2 separate regions of the Zea mays genome follow, and region 1 is linked to region 2. A link is a contact called in public Hi-C data. All regions are on one chromosome and are shown on one strand. The core of a region is the stretch at or near the end of the contact, and the rest is flanking DNA. Distances in the headings are between cores, read along the strand shown. Region 1 holds the start of LOC103633550 (filament-like plant protein 4). Region 2 holds the start of LOC103633537 (ruBisCO large subunit-binding protein subunit beta, chloroplastic).

Region 1 (3,694 bases), core at 341-2,840, 230 kb after region 2:
AACATTCTATATTTAGCATCTAACAAAGAGCTTTTTCTTTGCCTATCGAAAAAACATTCAGTAAATTATTTGGAACTCAGCAAAGACTTGTTTTGGTGTAGTGAAGGGATCTAACGCTTCTAAGGATAATCTAGTCATTGCATCAGACCCTTGCACATCTATGCAAAAAATAAGTCTTTTAATTGATATGATACGTTAATGCATATCTTTATAGTACTAGCTAAAACGACTTGTGTGATTCGTTATCCATAAGACCAAATTTAGGCCATGTATAAATACGTTAGAGCTATAAATTAGCTGCTAAAATTAGTTATAGACAGTCCAATTATTAATATAGCTATTAGCTACTTTTAACGAGAGACATTCAAACCTCCGGCTAATTAGCTACACCTTCAACTACCCATTAATTTATTAGCTAGTTCCATCTAGCTAAAATTAGATAATAGTTAGCCAAGTATATTAGCTAACTAATTCTACTATAAATTTTTAGCCAGCTAACTTATTAGGTTATGCATTCAAACATAACCTTCTGTCATGTTTAATTGCACTAGAGATAATAGTTGGCTGCTAAAATGATCTAAAAACATTTAAACAACTCATCTAATAGTTTAGTTATTAGTTGCTTTTAGTTGGAGACATCTAAACATCTCCAGCTAATAGTTCAACTAATTATTAACTATACCTTTAACTACCCATTAGTTTATTAGCTAGTTCAAGCTAACTAAAATTAGTTAATAGTTAGCCAAGTATCAACTAATTTCACTAGCAATTTTTTTAGTCAATTAACTATTAGATCTCACTCAGACAGTCTCAAGTTAACATTGAAGAATTTTTTTATTAAAAGGCTATCTCCACTAGCCTTGTGATCTCACTCTTTATTTCATTTCTTACTAGCCAATTAATCGTGCTTTGCTACGGTTTTTATATATCATATAAATAGGTATTAAAATATTTATTCAAATATAATTATTGCTTATTTCTAAACACTAAGATATGTGTAGTCTGGTGGTTAGCTCCAAATTTCCGGACCTGGGGGTGTGGATTTGAGTGCTCGCTCTGTATTTTTTTGCGCGGTGTGGTAGCTGCGTGGGTGGGGTCGGTTGCTGAGCAGGCACAGTATCTGGCTGTGTGGGCGCTGGGATTCACAGGGGGGCGGGAGAACCAGTCAGAGACCGTGGGGTGGGTCTAGTGTGTCAGCATGTCCACATATCAGTAGCTGATAAAGGGACGTGAGAACCAATCGGAACGCGTGGGGTGGGTCCAGAGTGTCAGCGTGGAGGGTGAAGTTGTGGTAGCAACATGTACATACATCAAATTCTTAATAGAGTAGTATAGATAAATATGTATTGAGATATTTATTTAAATATAATTATTGTTTTTTATAAATATTAAAGTGTGTGGTCTGGTGATTACCCCTAAATGTTTAGATCAATGGGTTATGGGTTTGAGTCCTCGTTTTGCACAATTTTATGCGGTGCGGTAGTATTGAGGGTGAAGACTTGGTACTACCAGCCACTGGGTGCCCAACGTTAGTTTGTTAATATATTAGTATATATCCAGACGTATAGATATTGATATAGATTTTAAACAGTGTGTAAACAGTTTAGTATACGGTACCAATAGTGTCTTGCACACCCTCATATATCCTCGGCTGGAGATGGCCTAAAGAGCACCGCACGGAGCACCTCCATTCCCACCTCTCCCCTAGCCTAGCACACCTCTATTCAAAACTAAAATCAAAACTAAAACACAATCACCTCCACACCACTCATACAGCAGCAGAGCCGCATTGCCAAACCGGGCCAGCCGCAGTGCAGCGCCCCCACACCGCGCACGCGCCGCGCCGGGGAGGCGCCACCACCCGTCCACCCTACGCGCTTTCGCCTGGCGCTAGCGCTCGGTAGTAGTAGCAGGCTAGCTGCGGGAGGAGGCGAGATTCCAAAGGGGAAAAGGCGCCGGGAGCAAAAGCGTAGGCGAGGTGCGGAGGGGGAAAAGCGGCAGTGGGCAGCGGGGAGGAGTCCAGTCCAATCCAGCCGGATCACGGCCGACGCGGAAGCGCAGGTGTGACTGGCTGGAAGGCAAGTGTGCTCGGCAAGCGACGCACGCCACCGACACCTCTCCCGTGGCGATCGGAGCCGCGCGCTAGATCCAACACCCTCACCGGAATCGCGGCGGATTCCGGCGCCGGCGGCCCCGCTCCGGATCTGCATTCCGCGCAGGGGCTTCTCCTGACTGCCTCGCGCCCTCGTCTCTCCAAGTAAACACCCGCTTCCCTTCCTCATGAGTCACGAGCCTGTTTGAGTTTTTTCTATTCTCCGTTCATTAATATGGCGCGATTGCTCTTCCCGTTCGTTTACGCAATGCAATTTCTACTACGTCTTGTTCGGGATTTTTTTTGATCGTGTGTTTGGATAACAGAGCCTGCATCAGGAGTTCCTCTGTTCATGCCGGATGTCACGCTGTCTGAAATTTTACTGTGCATCTTAATGTTTAGACCCAAGATTTCTCCACAGCTTCTGAATATTTCCCCCCACTGCGCCGCTCGCTTTGTTTGTTGGTTCCGCCCTCTGGGCTCTGCTTCGTGTTTCGTTGTCCTTCCTGGACGGAACTCGTAACTCAGTTGCAGCGAGGATCGCTCACGCGGCGGCTGTTCCACACAGATAGTAGCGCTCCGGCAAGTCATCGTGCTGTGCTCCCTCTATGCTTCAGCTTTCCCTTGCCACGCTGGTCTGCTTCTCATGAACTCACTCCTCACACATGGAACATTCCAATCCATCAGAAGCAGCCCGTTTCGCGCGCTACTAGATTTTTATTTTTATTACGGTGTTTTTTTGCCCGTGCAAGAATACGCCCCCCATGGGGATGGATGACTGCTATGCCAATTATCATTAGAAGGTGTTTGGATATCGGAATAACGTTTAGGACAGGTTCTAGATGCTAATTTGGAGGACTAATTATAAACTAATTGAGAGGAATCTATTGAACCTAATTAATTTATAATTAGTCTAGGTTTTACTACAGTAAAAATATGTTAACCATAGATTAATTAACCTTAATAGATTTGCCTCATGAATTAGCCATGATTTATACTATTAGTTCATGTTTAGTTCCCTTAATTGGCATAAAAACAAGACTAACTTTAGTTCGGAGAATCTAAACACGCCCTTGGTAAAAGACGGAGATGAAGAGAGGACGCGCACAAAAACACCAAGGACAATGATGCAGCGGGACATCTGGTTAAAGCCAAATCCACCGAGCGGAGACTGCCATCAATGTCCGTATCGAGTTTGAGGTAGTAGTAGCTCCGAGCTTTTAAGCCCCGTCACGCGCGCCTTCCTTAACGGCCGGAACCACCCGTTCTTTCACCGGGACGCAAAATTTGCTAGAACTGGCAGCGGCAGCAGTATGCGTCCAGTCAGGTCATCTCGGCCGGATAAACATGTGCGACCCCCACGCCGGCGATTACTTCCGCGGGCGTCTTTGGTGCCCGTCTTAACTGCAGTTCTTGCCGGGGCTGGGGCGGCCTGCCTGCGGTTGCCGTTCGCTCTACAGCCTCTGCGCCTGTCAGCTCTCAGCTGCGCCCAAGGCTTGATTATGGTCCATGAGTAGAAGATACCGCGTCAAGTAAGCTCTGGTAGGTGCGCTCACATGAGTAGACAGACTACGCTTACTTGCCGGCGTCAATGCCCTGGCC
Region 2 (3,652 bases), core at 922-3,421:
TTTACTTCGTCAATTAAAACAATGTATGGTACCTGGATCACTGCAATTGCACCACATAACCTTGCTATCCTCTCACCCAATATCTTCTTGTTGTAACTTTCCTTAGAATTCTGGGAGTTCAAAAGTAAAATACTTTGCAGGATCCAGTAGTAATGCACACATGGTAGATATAACATACAAATTCAAGGTATGACTGGAATAATTCTACCTCAATTTGGCCTTTTATCATAGCAACCCTTTCCTCAACTGCTCGACGATTGCTTCCGTCAGTAACAATTAGTGTTGAATCTTTCGTGATTACCACCTTAGAAGCGGAACCAAGAACCTCTTTTCCTGCCTTTTCCAGTATATGCCCCATGTCATCCCTCACTAGTGTACCTGAAAACCAACGAGAATACGTTGGAGACTGTAATTGCATTGGTTAGGTTGGTGTCGAGTTCTGTACCTCCTGTCATGATTGCAATGTCATCCAAGCATTGAGTCTTTTGTTCCCCAAAAGAGAAGGCCTTAACGGCTGCAACCTTAATTGTCCCTTTCAGCTTGTTTTTTATCAAATCAGCCATTGCCTGTTCTTCCACATCCTCGGCGATTATTAACAACGGATAGTTTTCTTTGACAGCACTGTCCAGTATCCTTATAATCTCACTAGCATCCGTAATTTTCTTGTCAACCAATAGTATCTGCAAACACAAGATGTAGTTCTTCTATTATTTTTTTTCTGCAAAACATTGTATAAGAGGAACAGAGCCCTCACCTGACAGTCAGTGAACTCCACCGTCATGTTACCACGATCGGTAACAAAGTAAGGAGAGAGGTAACCGCGTTCAAATTGCATTCCTTCCAGAACCTCCAGACTGTTCTCGGTGCCTCTTCCATTTTCAATTCTCACCATTCCTTGTCTACCTACTCTTTGAAAAGCATCATAAATCATATTTCCAACAGCATAATCATTTCCCGCACTAACTGCAGCCACATGTGCAATTTCATGGTCTTCAATCTAGAAAACAACAGGTTACACACCACTAAGATATCTCCACAGTGGATTTACAGAGCACAAAAAAAAACTTTTACAAACTCGAAAATCATACCACCCGCGACATCAGTCTGAGCTCAGACACCAAAGCAGCAGCAGTCTTCTCAATGCCACGTGCGACCTGAACTGGGTTGATTCCAGCTGCAAGAACCTACTTTATGAAACAATTATAAGAAGCAATGCAGGATCCTGACTCAGAATCTATAAATCAACAACTTCATCATAGCAACTTTTTTCGCTGTTACCAGTGTATAGAAAACTAATTAGAGAAGAGATAGGCACACCTTCATCCCTTCAGCAATGAGGCCTTGGGCAAGGATTATGGATGTGGTACAACCATCTCCTGCAATATCATTGGTCCTTGCTCCAGCCTGTCGGACCAGCTTCACTCCAAGATTTTCTAATGGATCTTCCAATTCGATCTTGAATGACACAGTGTGATTGATACATGGGCATTGGAAGTATTAAAACATGATCAGAAAAAGGACATGATCGGAACGAGAAGCATCTCATATTAGTACATTAGTGCCCGAAGTCCACAACAATAACAAATTTGCAGTTTCCACTTGTGTTCAGAACAGAGTGAAAAAAAGACCTAACATTGCAAATAAGATAACAAGATCGATCAAGAATTGAACAGTAATCAGTGGAGTGATCAACATGTTTTGTGCCTTCACTTCATCATGCCATTCATTCAATCCAGATCCAGTCTAACCAAATAGCTGCATACTGTTGTTTCGGGTAGCAGCTAGCTAATTTCTGGAAGCATGGCGTTACCTCCTTAAGGACGGTCTCCCCGTCATTGACAATCTTGGGAGGGCCATACTTGTTGCCAAGCACCACGTTCCTCCCCTTGGGCCCCAGGGTGACCCCCAACAACCGTGCCACCAGGTCCACTCCGGCCTGGAGCTTCTTGGTGGCGGAGAGGTCGCGGTTGAAGTGCAGGTCCTTGTACACCGGCATCGGCGGTGGCTTTTTGGGCGGGGAGAAGGGCAGCGTCGGGGGCTTCAGGGACTGAGGCGGAGACGGGGGCGCCATTCGCGACATGTTTCTTCCACCCAGCTGGAAGGAGGCGGCGGTGGTGGACACTGAGCTGCAGAGCTGAGGGGATAGATAAGGCTGCTTGCTGGTGCTGGGAGGAGCCGGGAGCGCGGAGGAGGGCGAAAGGTTTTAAAGGCGTGTGTAGTAGATAGATATGCCGCCATGTCGTGGGGTCGCGCCAAAAAGGCGTCCTTAAATATCTCGCTTGTTCCGTCCGGGCCTTCCGGCGTCTCCTTTGCCGTGTCTACGATGGCGATGCCCGGACGCCGAGGCAGGCGTCGCAGCAGAATATATTATGGGCCGTAAAAAGGCCGACCTAGCGGCGCGGAACAGTTTTCAGTTTCAACGACATGCTGAACCTTTGATGAACAAAAACATTCTCTCACTTCAATCAGACCGAGGTGGAGAATATCATCACCTGCACAAGTATTTTGCTCATGTAGGCATTGCACACCAGATTTGTAGTCCTCATACTCACTAACAGAATGGGTTAAGTTTAAAGAAAACAGATACATACTTGAGACAGGCATATATCTCCTTGCCCAATCCAACATGCCAATCCGTTTCTGGGATGAGGCATTTGTTGGCTTGTTTTGGGCCAATCACCAAACGAACCATAGAGCTGGCGGACGTGTGGGGCCTTGAAGTCCTCTCTGCATGATCGTGGACCATGTGTGACTGCACAGAGGGGCAGGGGCTCTGGTCTTCTCTATGCAGAGGCGGACCGGCGCCCATGGCCACCTAGGCCACGACCCGGGGCGCGCAGGCCCAAAAAAAAGAAATTCTGTCGTAGCCTAGAACTGCAGAACGCCAGAACAGAACCCTAGCAGCCTACGCCAGGCGCCAGCCGCCACGGTGCCGCCGCCAGCCGCGCCCTGGACTCCTCCTGGTCCTGTCCCTCGCCCAAGCGCACCTGCTAGCTGCTCGCTGCTGCTCGCTGCTCGGCCAGCCAGACGCGTCCTCGCTGCTCGGCTGCACGCTTGCACCTGCTCTGCTCCTGTTCGGCTGTCCCAGGAGCGCCGCGCCGCCGCCTGCTCCTGCCCGGCTGCCCGCCTGCCCCTGCTTGGCTGCTTCGACCTTGGCACTTTGCCCGCCCGGTCGGCGGTCGCCCGGCGCCCGCCAGCCGCTGGCCGCTGCGGTGTGGGCGTGCGGCTCGCCTCGCCCCTCGCCGGTCGGCCCTTGCCCGCCTGCCAGCCACCAGGCCACGCGTCGTGGCCCGTGCCGTGCGCCGTCGCGGCTGCAGCTCAGAGCTCACCAGTCACCATCACCGAGTCTGCGAGTCACCAATCAGTCAACACCTCGCCAGCTCGCCCGGCCACGCTCCGTCCGCCCGTCAAAATGAAGAAGAAGCATAGAACATTGCAATCATTTTTCTCTCCAGCTCTGACACCCGTCGTGTGTAATGTGCAGCCAAGATCGAACCCCAATTCTCAACCAACAGTGGGAACCGGAATCAGTAACAATCAAGCCCAAGAAATTTCAACCGAGGAGGCTACTGTTGAGGCAGTACTAAATCCAACTTCAGATGAACAAGAGCAAGAAATTCCACCTTCTGAGCAGGTATTCGATATAGTTGTT

What was found. Hi-C and Micro-C count contacts between places; a contact is called where the count stands out from the background.
Region 1: a contact with region 2 is called in a Hi-C map of ear, with 2.0 times the contacts expected there. The contact joins the promoter of LOC103633550 here to the promoter of LOC103633537 in region 2. A contact is called at or near these places in 4 of 25 Hi-C or Micro-C datasets (ear, leaf and tassel).

Annotation. Positions count from the first base shown.
Region 1 is chr1:33,690,126-33,693,819 of Zm-B73-REFERENCE-NAM-5.0, forward strand. LOC103633550 (filament-like plant protein 4) reads left to right here and starts at 1,591. Exons shown (of 6, transcript XM_008655241.3): 1 at 1,591-2,257.
Region 2 is chr1:33,463,429-33,467,080 of Zm-B73-REFERENCE-NAM-5.0, forward strand. It overlaps LOC103633537 (ruBisCO large subunit-binding protein subunit beta, chloroplastic), which reads right to left and starts at 2,172. Exons shown (of 13, transcript NM_001351754.1): 1 at 1,811-2,172; 2 at 1,318-1,455; 3 at 1,089-1,184; 4 at 755-997; 5 at 446-680; 6 at 209-378; 7 at 33-110. The coding sequence starts at 2,080.